Linked DNA regions of Mus musculus: region 2 is linked to region 1. Evidence: chromatin contacts called from public promoter capture Hi-C data. All regions are on one chromosome and are shown on one strand. The core of a region is the stretch at or near the end of the contact, and the rest is flanking DNA. Distances in the headings are between cores, read along the strand shown.

Region 1 (6,888 bases), core at 2,324-4,823:
AGAAGAAATAGAGAAAAGGAGCCGGGAAAGGTACAAATCATCTCAAAGCAATCTCCTCAGCACTGCTGAGCAGCAGTTTAAACCACCTGCCCTCCTTACAGCACTGCCTTGGTCCACGAGAACAACACACGAGTAGCTAGGTATAGCACGAATGCAGTGTAAACAATGATGCTGTGGGATGTCACAGCTCTGTTCCGGAAACTCAGCATAAAGCACTACGTGCATGACACAGCCATGCAGATAAACAACCCTTTCAAATACACAGAAAGAAGTAAAAGAACTCAAGGTGACCCACGAGAGAGGGACCTGGTCTGGTTAAACCAGTTTTTACTCTTCTAGATGGTATTCACATATATTTTCATTTTGTTAAAGTATGAAACTCTGATTTAATCCAAGTTCCTAACTTACAGTGAGGAGATCACGTCAGTGTGTTTTGTTTTTTTTTTTTTTTTAAATATTTATTTATTTATTATATGTAAGTACACTGTAGCTGTCTTCAGACACACCAGAAGAGGGCGTCAGATCTCGTTACAGATGGTTGTGAGCCACCATGTGGTTGCTGGGATTTGAACTCCAGACCTTTGGAAGAGCAGTCGGGTGCTCTTACCCACTGAGCCATCTCACCAGCCCCGTCAGTGTGTTTTAATTCTAAAATGTATCCTTGTAAGACACATGTGTTTTATTTTTTTTTTTTTTTTTTTTTTTTTAATTTTTCGAGACAGGGTTTCTCTGTCCTGGAACTCACTTTGTAGACCAGGCTGGCCTTGAACTCAGAAATCCACCTGCCTCTGCTTCCTGAATGCTGGAATTAAAGGCGTGCGCCACCACGCCCGGAGTGTTATATATTTTTTTAACCAAATCAACATCACCTACAACATCTGTCATATAAGTTTCTACTACCAGAGTAACCAAAAATGGGCACAAGCACTTTTGGAAACATCTCAGTTGAGAAATGCACACCTAATTCTGAATTAAGGGACCTGGATTAAAGCTGGGCACACTGGTACACACTCAGGCAGAGGCAGGTAGGGGTCTGTGAGCTGGAACCAGCCTGGGCTACAGTGAGAGTCAAAAAAGAAAAAAAAAAAAAAGCTTTTAAAGAGATTTTTGTTCTGGCTTCTAATGAGAATAAAATGACCAGTAATTAATTGTACTGCCACTGTAGTCAAGCCAACTAATTTGTTGAAAATACCTTTATACTAATCCTGCTTTAGTGAATTTAATTTTTCATATACATTTTAGTGTTCTGTTGACCTTGAAAAAAAATTTCTTCCATTTCTTCCACAAAGGTTATACGTGTTCCTTTTATGGTCACTAAGAGAGTTACACCATCTCAAGAACTGAGCAAAATAAAGAGATACCTTCCAGATTATACGGTATCTTTGACCAGTCTGTATAGTCTGGTCAAAATTAAGTGGTTTGAAAAAAAAATTAACGAAGATCAAATCTGTAAAGGTCGCTAAACCAAGAACTTTTACAAAGCATAGTACTTTTTAGAAGTAAAGGGCTACAGAAAAACACAGATTGTGTTTCTTTAGAATGAAAGGAAAATGGGAGGATGCTTTTTTAAACTACATAAAACCAAGTATTTCTAAGTTGATCTCCTGATATTTCCTGAAACTACTCAGGGCTTTTCTGATTTAAGATTACACTCCTGCTGTAGTTGAGGAAAACCAAGTTAGCTGACTGAAAATTAGCAATTCTGACTTAACAACTGAAATATCACAAGTCACAAGATTGGTTTTTTTTCCCCCCTACCTGACCCTTCACCCACGTACGCGCATGCTCCATCCCTGGAGAATTTTAGTGAGTAAATAAACATGAGGAGACCATAGCCAAAAGTGGAGCACCGGCCTCTTCCAACCGACCTGATGACAGATGACGACTACTTTCATAATACTGCAGGGGAAGCTTACGGGAAGCAGGGGAAGAAATTAAGCCAGCTGGGATCTCGAAAGGAATGCTTTCAATTTGTAAAACGACAAGGGGAAAAAAAAAATCAACTGAGGCATAGAAATCCCTAGTTCCCTAACTGCCTCTGCTTTCCTGATGATCCCACACAGTACAACCCAAGTTTGAGGGGGAGGGGTCCTGACAAAAGTAACATAATACCAGAAGTCATTAGGAATCTGTTAAATTAGTGTAATTTAACTGGAATCTTTTTAACTATTAAGTATATACACTTTGTTAATGTTAAATCTCAAGGAATCTGTAACTACCTCTCAAACACAAAGGTACCTTTGATAATTTATTACAATGAAATGGTCACATGTATCTGGGATTTCAAATCCTTCCCTTTAAAACTGCCATTAAACATCATGATTTTATGCAAAATTGTTCTTTAAAACCCCCGACGACGCAGACACACACAATATACCACGATCTAAATCGCGCCCCTCTTTCTCGAACACCCTTTTAAAAAGATTGAACACCTTCAAGATGCTCCTCACCACCCCACCCCCGTCTTCAGACCCTAAAAGAAAGAAAAGCGAGTGGAGTTCCGAATGAAGAAACGAGAGAGAATAAAGGAGAATAAAACGAGAGACCCTCTTGCATTCTCTATCTCTGGAGAATTTTAGTGATCGAGTAAACATACTGAGACGGTAGCCCAAAGTGGAGCCAAGGGCTTCTTACAATACAGCCAACCTGATGATGAATGACTACTTCCATTATATTTCATTATTCTTGAAAATGCCATCTCCGTTGCCTCCCCAATCCCAAGAGCCCGACACCACCAGGGCAAAAATCTGTCCCCATCCAAAGCGCCAAAGAGTTGCCAAGTAATCCTTTCAAGGTGCCCCCCCCCACGCCCCAGCCTCCTCACCTCGTCAGCGCTCAGCTCCTCCATCGCTTTCCTCTTAATGGTGAAAGGCGTTAGAGAGATCCTTCAGTTCTTGAGACCAGGGCGGGAGCAAAGGAAGAGTGGAAGGTATCTATCGGGCTGTCTGGTCCCCCAATGGGGGAGGTTTCAGAATTGCATAGTCAGAGGTTAAAAACTAAGAACACGAGGCACTGAATCGCCTTGGCTTCGGCCGCTCGCACCGCCGCAGCCTCCTCCAGCAGCAAGCGCCCAGAGCTGCCGCCTCTGGCCACGGCCACCGCTATGGGGTCCTCTCCAGGCGCCACTGACTCCCCTCAGCTTCCCAGGTTACCCAGGGCGGGCGGCGCGGTCTCCAGCTCGGCTCGTGCCCGCTGCGCGCCGTGTCTTCGTGGCGGTGACGCGGCAGCTGCGTTTTTTTCTCCCGCAGACCCTGCTCCGGGTCCCACCCCTGGGCCCAGGCGGGAACAGCTCCACTGCACACTGGATGCCCCCGAGGCGCGGCGACCCTACAGCAGCCCAGGCAGAGCCCAGCACCGGACCGGGAAGCCCCTCCCCTCTAAAAGCAGGCCAGGCTCGCCCCGCCTCCACGCGAGAACCCCGGTGGGGGGCAGGGGAGGGACGGGACTGGCGAAGCCCTCGCTGGAAGCGTAAATCCTCCTACCCCTCCAACCCTACTCTTACCCCCTCGCCCCACCAAGAATTATTCATCAAAACAACAGGGCGGCCATCTTTGAAAGGGGTCACGTGACCCTCGCCGGGGAGGCGGGGCTTCTCGCTCTGGGATTCGCCAGCCAATAAGCAGCGGGCGTCGCGCCGCCGATTTCCTCTTCGCTTGCATCCTGTCCCCGCCCCCTGCCCCACCCCCTCTTCCCTGAGCGGCGCCAGGCGGGGGGAGGGGCGAGAGGGGCTGCTAAGAGGAGACGAGGAGGAGGCGGGGCGGACAGTCACCATGGAGACTGAGCGGAGGCGAGGGGCGCGGTGGGCGGGGCCCAGGTAGAATTGCTGAGGGCAGGATGTGCCAATCCGAATATGGCCCTTCCACGGGCTCTCCCCTGCGCCTTGGGTTTCTGCGGTGCTAGTTTGTTCCCATGTGGATCCTGCTGTGGAGTGACTTGGAAATCCTCCAGGATGCTGCAAGCCGGCTACAGACATTAGAAGAACTGAGGAATCGGAAACACATTTGCTTTCTGCAGGGAGCATTTAGCACCATCCTGCAAATACCTTGTCCCACTCTTTTCCTCCCCCAGGAAAACCCATGGAAGAAAACTAACAGGATCTTAATTTTATTTTACCTTGTTCTTTTAGAGAGGTGCTCTGCTTTAAGGGTGTAGAGACTCAAATTATTGAGAAATGTATTGAACAATGACTTAGTAACTAACCCTTTGTAATGCCAGCTCGGCCGGACAACAAAAACTTACTTTACAATCAATGTATAAATACAAATTGAAAAATCTAACAGAACCGTGAAAATCCAGATTTTGCCACAAAGTATATATCGTATGGCTTACAAAAGCCATAATCATCTCGTTCTTAATTGTTCTTGAGACAGAATCTTGCTATGTATTTCAGATAGCCCCAAATTTGAAATCCTGCCTGAACGCTGGGGTATGCACCACCATCACAGATTACCCAACTATAACATTAATGTATGTATATGTGTATACATGTATGTATTTGAAACAGGGTCTCGCTGGCCTGGAACTCACAGAGATCTGCCTGCCTCTGCCTCCCAAGTGCTAGGGTTCATTACCGGCTACTCTTAGCTGAACTATAATCTTAAACATTCCACTCCTGTTTAAAAGAGTTACAGTTGATCTTATCCAAGGGGACAAGAAGTGACTAAAATAGTTACAATTTGTTTGCTACATGCTAAAAATGGGAACATGACTATTAGATATGCAAAGAGTCTGTGAGTAAAATTAAATCGCTGCAGGCTTTTCAGGACTGCATTCTACTTTCCAGGAAATGAATTCTGTGTAAGCCATTTTGCACCCCTAGTTACACTGATGTCAATTACATTGTTTTTCTGAAAACATGATAATTGCCATGTAGCCTCAGATTAAATCACACAAGTAAAGTATACAATGGCTTTAGGGTAGTGAGAGTTCTTTAACATCATTGCTCTTTAATTTCAGAACATTTTAATCACCCACCCAGCCATCCAACACACTATAACCATTCCTCCTCATCCTGCCATTACTTCCGATAGCCGATCTGTCCTCTGGCTCCCCGGACTTACCTACTCTGCACATTTCACATCAAATAAATTGAACATTTGGTAACTACTCTTGCGGGGCCTCAACTGCACTGCTTTTTTGGGCTTCAGAAAGATAGTTTTTCCTCCTTGAGGCCTTGACGTTTGCTGTCTCCTTTGTCCCAAAGACTCTTCTCCTGGACTTTGCATGGCTTATTCCTTCTTAGTGTTTAGGTTTTAGATTTGATGTCATTTCCTCACTGCTGCATTAATTTGCTTATCAAGTATATGTATGGATATGTTCCTGTTTGTGGAGGTGTACATCTATGTATATATGTGTGTGTGTGGAGGACAGAGGACAGCCTTGGTGTCATCTCAGGAACACCATCCACCTCTATTGAAACACGGCCTCTCATTGGCCTGGAGCTCACCAGTTAGGTTGGACTGCTAGCCAGTAAGCCCTGGAGATCCTCCTGTCTCCGCCTCCCCAGCCTGGGGCTTGCAAGCCTCCAAGCCTGGCATTTTTACATAGGGTTTGGTGATAGAATTCAGGCCCTCATTCTTGCAAAGTCAGACATCAACTTGTAGAAATTGGTTCTTCCTTCCACTGTGTGGGCTTTGAGGATCAAACTCAGATCAATTGGCTTAATGGCAAGTGCCTTTACCTACCATGCTGTCTACCAGAAGAACACAGCTTTTTCCTTTGCCCAGGATTGGGGCTATAAATCAGTGGTAGAATGCTTGCCTAAGTATTTATGAAGCCCTGTAGGACAGAAAATAATAATAATAATAAATAGTCTTCCTCAGATATTGCTTATTTCTCTCAAGCCTTGTTTTAAAGATTTATTTATTTTTATGTATATGAGTACACTGTAGCTGTACAGATGGTTGTGAACCACGATGTGGTTGCAGGGATTTGAACTCAGGACCTTCTAAAGAGCAGTCAGTGCTCTTACCCGCTGAGCCATCTCACCAGCCCCTCAAGCCTTTTTGTATATGTAACTTTATTCTAGCTCTCTGTGTTTCTCCCCCCCATTGTCTGTCTGTCTGTCTGTCTGTCTGTCAGTCAGTCAGTCACAGGTAAGGTCATGACTAGTACACCTTAACTGACCAGCTCACCTGTGTCTTGTGTAGGGCTTTGCCCATAATGCTGTATGAGTGGTTCACAAATACAAGAACAGAACAGGGCTTGAGTCAGCCACACTGGCTTATATTTCCTGGGGTTAGCAACCACATGTAACCCTGTGGAGATCAGGCTGAAGCCAAGCAGGAGGAATTCAAGTAGTTAACAACACTCTAAGGCTTGAACTCCATCAGGGGTGTTACATATGGTGATGGCCAGAAATCATGACAAATTCCAAAGGCTCCCTTGTTCTTTGACAGGAATGCTGCTTCATTTTTCTGTAAGAAGATTAAAAATCTAGAAAGAAGAGCTGGAATGGTGGCTCAGTGGTTTGGAGCATTTATTACCCTTGAAGAGGACCCAGGTTCAATTCCTAGTACCCATATGCGGTGGATCACAACTGTCCACGGTTCTAGTTCTGGGAGATCTGTCACCACATTCTGACCACAGCAGGCAGCCAATATGCCTGTGGTGCACAGACAGATAGACAGACAGATATTCTCATTAACATACAAAAACACGATATGATTCTTCCCAGTCTCACGGTGAGCCAGGCAGATGGCTCAGTTGGCAAGATCACTAGACCTGCAAGCCAAGCAAGCCGAGGCCAAGCCTCAGAACCCATGGCACCACTCCTCTGTCATCCCAGAACCCATGGCACTACTCCTCTGTCATCTCAAGACTCCTGCTGTGAAGCGGGATGCAAAGACTGAAGAGTGGGCCTGAGGCTCAAGAAGCAGCCAGCCTGGA
Region 2 (6,888 bases), core at 1,790-4,289, 1.6 Mb after region 1:
AACAACTACTATAAAAAGCCTACCATGCTTCCTAAAAGTCTAATCTCTATGCCAGAAAGCCCACACCAGCTTCCATGCAGACTAAATATATACAGAGTGCACACACTTTTCTGCAAACTGCGCTCCCCACCAGGAGGGACTGTCTTCTTGTCAGCAGACTCTGCGCTTAAAGCCCAAGCTCAAGCACTCCTCCTCCACAAAGCTGCCCCTGACAGACCCCATTACATAAGAATTGCATCTCAGACCTGTTTTATTAGCCACTAAGTTCATTTGTAACCAGCCATTGTGCTTCCTAGCACGGACTTGTTTCCCTGTCTAGACGGACTGCGAAGATTTTAGAGGGCGAATGTTTTCTTAAAACTTGCTCTTTAAACACCTACCACATCACTGTGCATGTTAGCAGAACAGGCTCTATTATGTAACACTACACAACTCCTGTTGTAGAACTATAAAAAATCATTAAGTTATGATGATGTTGGAGTCTAAATACCAAATGAAGGGAATCTCCACCATCAACACACTATGAGGCTTAATTACTCTGTCAACAAGAAGAGATTAAAAATATAAATATACCACTAAATTTCTCTTCTAAAATGTCACTACAGAAATGACATCTCAACTCACCTGTACTACAAAGTCCAGTGGTTACAACTTGAGGAAGTAGGTATTGGAACTAAGAATGATATAAATAGAAAGTAACAATTTGGAGATTAGAATACGATGCAGGAAATTACTCTGCCACGTTTTGCTTGTTGCTTTTTTTTTTTTTTTTTTTTTCTTTTTCTGTGAGAGAACAGGGGATGCTGAGGGGGAGGGCATTACCTGCTGGCTAAGCACAGGAAACTATGATACAGCACAAGGGGCCAGGGGTCGCGTCTACCTTCAGACAGGATCTCTGGTATGGGCAGGAGACCTCATAGTACCTTTTTAGAACTTTCACCCTTTTTTTTTTCCCTCAGCAAGTGAAACTTCCAGTGACTATTTTAACACCCAGAAAAGGTCCCTAGGAAGAGTCACCAGGTGGAGATGGCAAAACTCATTAAATCTTACTGTGTTCTTAGAAGTATGTTCAGAAGCCAGAGCGGTGAGGTCCTCAAGACTGTATACAGTCACATCTGCCTGGTGTGCTCCGCGTGGACCGAGACTCTGGAAAAAGTCACTGTTTGCTAAGAAAGACAGGGAGATAGACACACAGAGTGGTGACAAGCGTATCTTTAAGAAGTCATTTCTCAGCACGCTAAGGTTGGTGTATTTCCTTAGATGACGATCCCTTACGTGGGTTTCCCTCAAAACCAGGTGATTTTTTTGTTTGCATCAAGGATATGGTTAGGAATGCAAGGTTAGGTATGCAAACTCAAGACTATGAGTTTTATGAATCCTGCCTGCTCTGGGTTACAAGGAGCAAGATTCACTAGAAGTTCTAAAGCTAGTTAATAAAATCAAAGTCCAGATACACACATATATTTTTTTAATGGAGGAAACACTAGAATTCACAAACTATTGATCACAGACTGAGCAAAGCGGTTTCTGCTGGGGGAAGGAAAAACATTTGTTCTTTGATTTAGTCTATTTTGTATATACTACAACTGCATTTCCAAAGTGTGTGCATGACAGAAAAAAACAACCCAGACATGTATTTGCTCGTGTAATCTCCATGGAAGGCAATGCTCCTTGAAAAAGTCCTCTGAGTTTTACTTAAACTGCTCAACTCTTTACTCTTGCAACAGATAGGCACAATATTGCACAGTTACTAAACTGTCAGACAAATAACGTTCTGCTGGCTTTTCAAACTTGGAAAGCCTAAAGCACCACTTACATCAGCTTTAGACTTGCTTGTCTTGGCTACAAATAAAGCCCAAGCCTCTGGAGGCTGGAGTTCCACTGCACATGAGGACTGAGCCCAGCGCCACCCTATTCGCTGCAATGCATTTACCTTGCACACTGTGTACACAGCGCAGGGCATAGTTAAGAGCATCTAGGGTACTGGGCTTAGTGTGCCTCTCGGCTGGGAAATACTTTTTCATTTCTTGGACAACCATTATAAGCTCTTCAGACATTCTGTTTCGGTCTTCGTGTTCACTGAATAGGAAAAAAACAAACAAGAAACCGTAATGGTGGACACTCAAGGAATATCTGATTTTTAGGGATGTCTGGCCACCTCAACTAGCCCAGGTCACAGGTTTAATGCCCTTTCTCTTCCAGGTAGGGGACATTCTACACTTTCATTCTCCCTTCAGTCCCAACTCCGTCAAATTCTTTAACCACTTTCCTCTTTCTTTCCGTACTCTGGTAATTTAGTTTAGTAACATTCCCCCTCCCATCAATCCTCACCGAACTATTTGGAAGTTCCCTTTCAGGTCGCCTCCCCCCCCTACCGCGTCCCCGGGATCAAAAATACAATAAAAAGTTGTAAATCCTGCTTTCCCTGCTCCAGGGAAGGACAATAAACACAGAGGGTGGTGGGGAGACTTCCTAGCGTCACCTGTGGCTGCTGTCCACGCAAGTGCCCTGCAGAGGACCCTCCTGGCCAGACGCCCCCTGGAGCCCCGGTCCCCTAGTCTGGGGACAGTCGCCACCAGGTACTGCCGGGTCTCCACAGGGATCCATCCCGCCTGGCAGCCCTCAGCCTGCTTCTCTCAGTTTGCAGCTAGCAACCAAACCCGGCTTGTTTTGGTCCCTGCCATCGCCTTCGGGAAAGACTGGTCGCCGACCACGCTCATCTGAGGGGCACTTTTCTCCTCAGCATTTCCACAGACTCTGCTGGGGTGACGAGCTACAGCGACAGCTCGATGGCGGAAGCTGGCTGGACGGACCACCAGCGGGGCTCTCAGGGAGCGCGGTCAGCCTGCAACAACTTTTCCACCGTCCTTGCTGGGAAGCCGGCGAGCATCGAGAAACACCTCAGAGAGCAACGTCCGGCGTGACCGGGCAGAAGGCAGGGGCAGCAGCGCCCGGCCGTGCGGGCTCGCAGGCGTCCCGCCAGCCGAGCAACTCGCCGCCGCCCCGCAGAGCCTCGCCCACCCGCGGGCAGTCCAGTCTCGAGGCCGTCCGCGTGCCCAGTGGCCGCCGGCCCCGCCCCCTGCGCGCCAGGGATCCGGTCCCGCCCCTTCGCCGCGCGATTGGTCGCTGTTACCGGCAACACGAGCTCCCATTGGTCAGAGGGCGGGGTGCAGGTCGTGCACGGCGGGGGTTACATAACCGCGGGCGGGTGGGCGGGTGCAAAGGCCCCCGAGTACCTTACATAACGCGCGGGTCGGGCGAGGGCGGCTCTCGGCCAATCCTGGCCAAGTGGAGTGGCCTGGAAGACAACAGGGCCGGGCCGCGCAAGTCTACTGCCGGGCTTCCCGGAGGCGTGGCCTTGGGGCTGTCAGTCACGGGAGGGCGGGGTCCGCGCAGCCAACAGGTAAGTGGACCCGGTGGCGCTTGTGAGTCCGCAGGCCTCTGGGGCTCCCCGGTATCCCAGGAATGCAGTGCTTTGGGGTTCCCATTGTTTTCATCTTTCCAAAACTTGCTGCTTTCTCCCACCCGCCAATATAGGTGAGTGAACCCAGGTAGAATCCAACCGTATTTTCAGAAATACAAGTTTAATGGTACAAGGTAAGGTCCTTGGCTGCCCTCGAGTTACAGGTTCATTTGGCAACAGGAGTTAGATAGTATTGTAAGCGACGCTCTGTTTTCGAGGAAACAGCCAGGATGCTCCTTTTACATAACTGTCTCTACCCTTCAGAAACGAAAGGTACAGGGCAGAGCTCCAGCCTTCTGCTGCCTGGGTACATCAAGAACACACTCGGTAGTGGGTGGAGAGATGGCACAGCACTTGAGAGTTAAGCACCTACTGCTCTTCCTTTGGATGGTTCCCAGGCATCTTCTATCAGTGTCTCACAAAGTGCCTGTAATTCCAGTTATAGGAGATCCAATGCCCTCATCCATCAAGACACCTGCACAGTGAGCATACGCTATCCAGACATACACCACATAAATAATAAGATCTTTAAAAAAATACACTAAGTATTTGTTGGATGAATGAAAGTGTTCAGGCCAAAGGAGAAGGGGAAAATGCCAGAGAGCAAGTATCCACATTTCATATTGGGCAAATGACCGATTTTTAAAAAAAGTCTTTCTCCACACTGGATTACTCTACTCCTGAGTTCTTCAAGAAACATTCATTGTACGACCATTGGGTGCACATGTGGGCAGGGATTATTGTACTGAGGACAGAACCAAATTCTCTCATACTCAACATACAACACATGGATGATGCCTCAAAGTCAAGAAAGCCTAAGATGCTGGTAGGACATAAACTGGTAGGAATGGGAAGGACAGAGGAAGGAGGCAAGAGCCCCAGGGAACAGGCTGGAGGGTAAGGGAGGGCCGCTGAGAAGGGGAACTGAATCTGAGTGATCCTTTGGGGTGGGGGAAATGGGTGGGCTAACAGAACTGAAAAGCACTGTCCCTTTCAGGCCATCCTTGTGAAGTACAGGTTAGTCATTAAGAACCTGAAGCGAGGGCTAGAAAGACGGCTCAGTGCTTAAGAGCACTGACTGCTCTTCTGAAGGTCCCAAGTTCAAATCCCAGCAATCACATGGTGGCTCACAACAATCAATAATGAGATCTGATGCTCTTCTGGTGTGTCTGAAGACAGCTACAGTTACTTAGATATAATAATAATAAATAAATCTAAAAAAAAAAAAAGAACCTGAAGCAATGGGAGAAAGGAAGGGCCAGATTGTGATGGGGTTTGTGCTTAAGGAAAAGTATTTAGACTTTTATGTTGTAAACATAGACAAAATCCTACCCGGTCTATATTACATTGTTTGCAAGAGTGGGGGAATGAGGGGAAATATATTCAAAGGAAGGCAGATTAAAAAAAAAAAAAAGCCACACATTTGGGACATGCCTCCCCTAAGTTTACCTGTGTGGTTGGTAGCTGTGTGGTGTACCAGGGTCAACTCTACAAATCACTTCCAGAAGACACTATTTAAGAAACCCAATAGCCAAATCCTTACTGGTCTGGTAACTGCAAACCAGCTATGGACTCATCTCTGCTCTGAAAAGCACTTTTCATTAAGGTATATGATGGTTAATTCCAGTTGTCGACTCCATTGTATGTGGAATCAACTAAAAGGCAGCCTGCCAGGTATTCCTGATGGGTTTCCCTGCTCGGAGTATGTAAAGTGGGGAAGATAGGAGAAGGAAGCTCTGCTCTTTGCCTGCAAGCCTTCACTCACAGGCGAGTTAATCTACCCTGCTGTTGCTGCACTCTGATGTTATCAGAACTCAGTATGTTTTCATGGGCTTCCACATGGGCTTCCACATGGGCTTAACACCAGAGATTTTCCAGGAGTCCTCCAGGCCCACAGTACCAGATGGAAACTTCTGAGGAACTCAGCCTCATGGACTAAGCAGCTATCAGGTTCTCAGCATCTTCAGTGTGAGGTAGACCATACCACATAATAAAAATCTTTTAAAAATATATGTTCACCTTATTAGTTCTGTTGCTCTAGAGTCCCCTAACACAGGGTGAGATCTACATCTTCTCACAGGAATATGTGCTCCTAGGATAATGAATAAGAAAAAAACATAGTTTGTCAGGGAGGGAGGGGGAGCATCAAGGGTCAGAAGTTTAGGACATGCATCAGGTGTATTCCCAACTCCACTCCAAGAAACACGACACAGGATCATGTTAATAAACAACTTTATTCTGGTCACCATACCGGGAACATTCCCAGCTAAATGCACAGAGAAGCGAGGTATCACTGTGTTAATACAGGAGCCACTGAGTTACATGGGACAGAATATGAGGAGACAGCACCAAAGTTGTGAGGTCAGACCAGGACAGAAGCCCTAGGCTGATGCGGCAAGGCATATCTTCAACATCTGTATTGTTTCAGTAATGTTAGGGGAACAGATAAAAAACTAGAACCAGTTGGGCGTTGGTGGCACACGCCTTTAATCCCTGCACTTGGGAGGCAGAGGCAGGCGGATTTTTGAGTTCGAGCCAGCCTGGTCTACAAAGTGAGTTCCAGGACAGCAAGGGCTATACAGAGAAACCCTGTCTCAAAAAACAAAACAAAAACAAAAAACTAGAACCAGATTCTATGACATCTTGAGTAATGCTGCTTTACACACAAACACAGATTTCAGGACATTCTAGTGGCACTGCCATAGGCAAGCAGCTTTCCCTTCACCACTTCCTCAATTCCACCCATGCCTGAACTCCTGTCTTTGAACCAAGCCTTGATGAAAGTCTCATATAAACAATGAAACTGTCCCAGACAGCAATGGCTACATTCTAAGAGCACCAGGCATCTCTGGTTAGCTATCCTCTACGAGTGACCGGTGGCTTACCTCAAGCATAAGACAGAGATGAGTACAAGCAGTACACAGTCTTCTGGAACTCTGTGCAGACTGATGCCTTGGTGAGGCTGCACGGCTACTGCTCACATCGCACTAGAGACCACAGCCTAGCTCAGTCTACAAACTGCTGGCTAAGTATCTTGTCTACAGGTGTGATCTGAGCCCACCTCCATAGCTCTAAAGAAGAAACCAAATCAGAATGACTAGCCTTCTCTATAGCATTTCACAGGATGGACTGCCGACATGTTGAAGGCTCGCTCTCACAGTATTAACATTTTTCTTAAAGGACACCTTGAGTTACATTTGGCACTTATTTGAATGTATCTATTGGGGCAATTTATTTGTACTTAACTTTTGGCAAAATAGAAACTTTGGTCATAGTTCTATAAAAACTTCTTAAAGGGTTATTTCTGGTTAAAATACTATTTTAGGAGTGATATACAACAAGAACAAGAAAGTAAACATAGTCATATCTAACATAAGAGCATGAGCTCTTCACCAGCATCTTAAATACAGCGGGAGTCAGTAGTG

The links. Capture Hi-C pulls out chosen DNA fragments and counts their contacts.
Region 2: a contact with region 1 is called in a promoter capture Hi-C map of liver. The contact joins the promoter of Per3 here to the promoter of Ube4b in region 1. A contact is called at or near these places in 2 of 39 promoter capture datasets (erythroid cells and liver) and 1 of 9 other capture datasets (liver).

The regions. Positions count from the first base shown.
Region 1 is chr4:149,423,058-149,429,945 of GRCm38.p6, forward strand. It overlaps Ube4b (ubiquitination factor E4B), which reads right to left and starts at 3,574. Exons shown (of 27, transcript NM_022022.3): 1 at 2,825-3,574. The coding sequence starts at 2,848.
Region 2 is chr4:151,041,626-151,048,513 of GRCm38.p6, forward strand. Per3 (period circadian clock 3) reads right to left here and starts at 3,040. Exons shown (of 21, transcript NM_011067.3): 1 at 2,483-3,040; 2 at 1,934-2,079; 3 at 1,051-1,166. The coding sequence starts at 2,607. It overlaps Gm38529, which reads left to right and starts at 3,228. Exons shown (of 2, transcript XM_017320565.2): 1 at 3,228-3,403. It overlaps Vamp3 (vesicle-associated membrane protein 3), which reads right to left. Exons shown (of 5, transcript NM_009498.4): 5 at 5,680-6,888.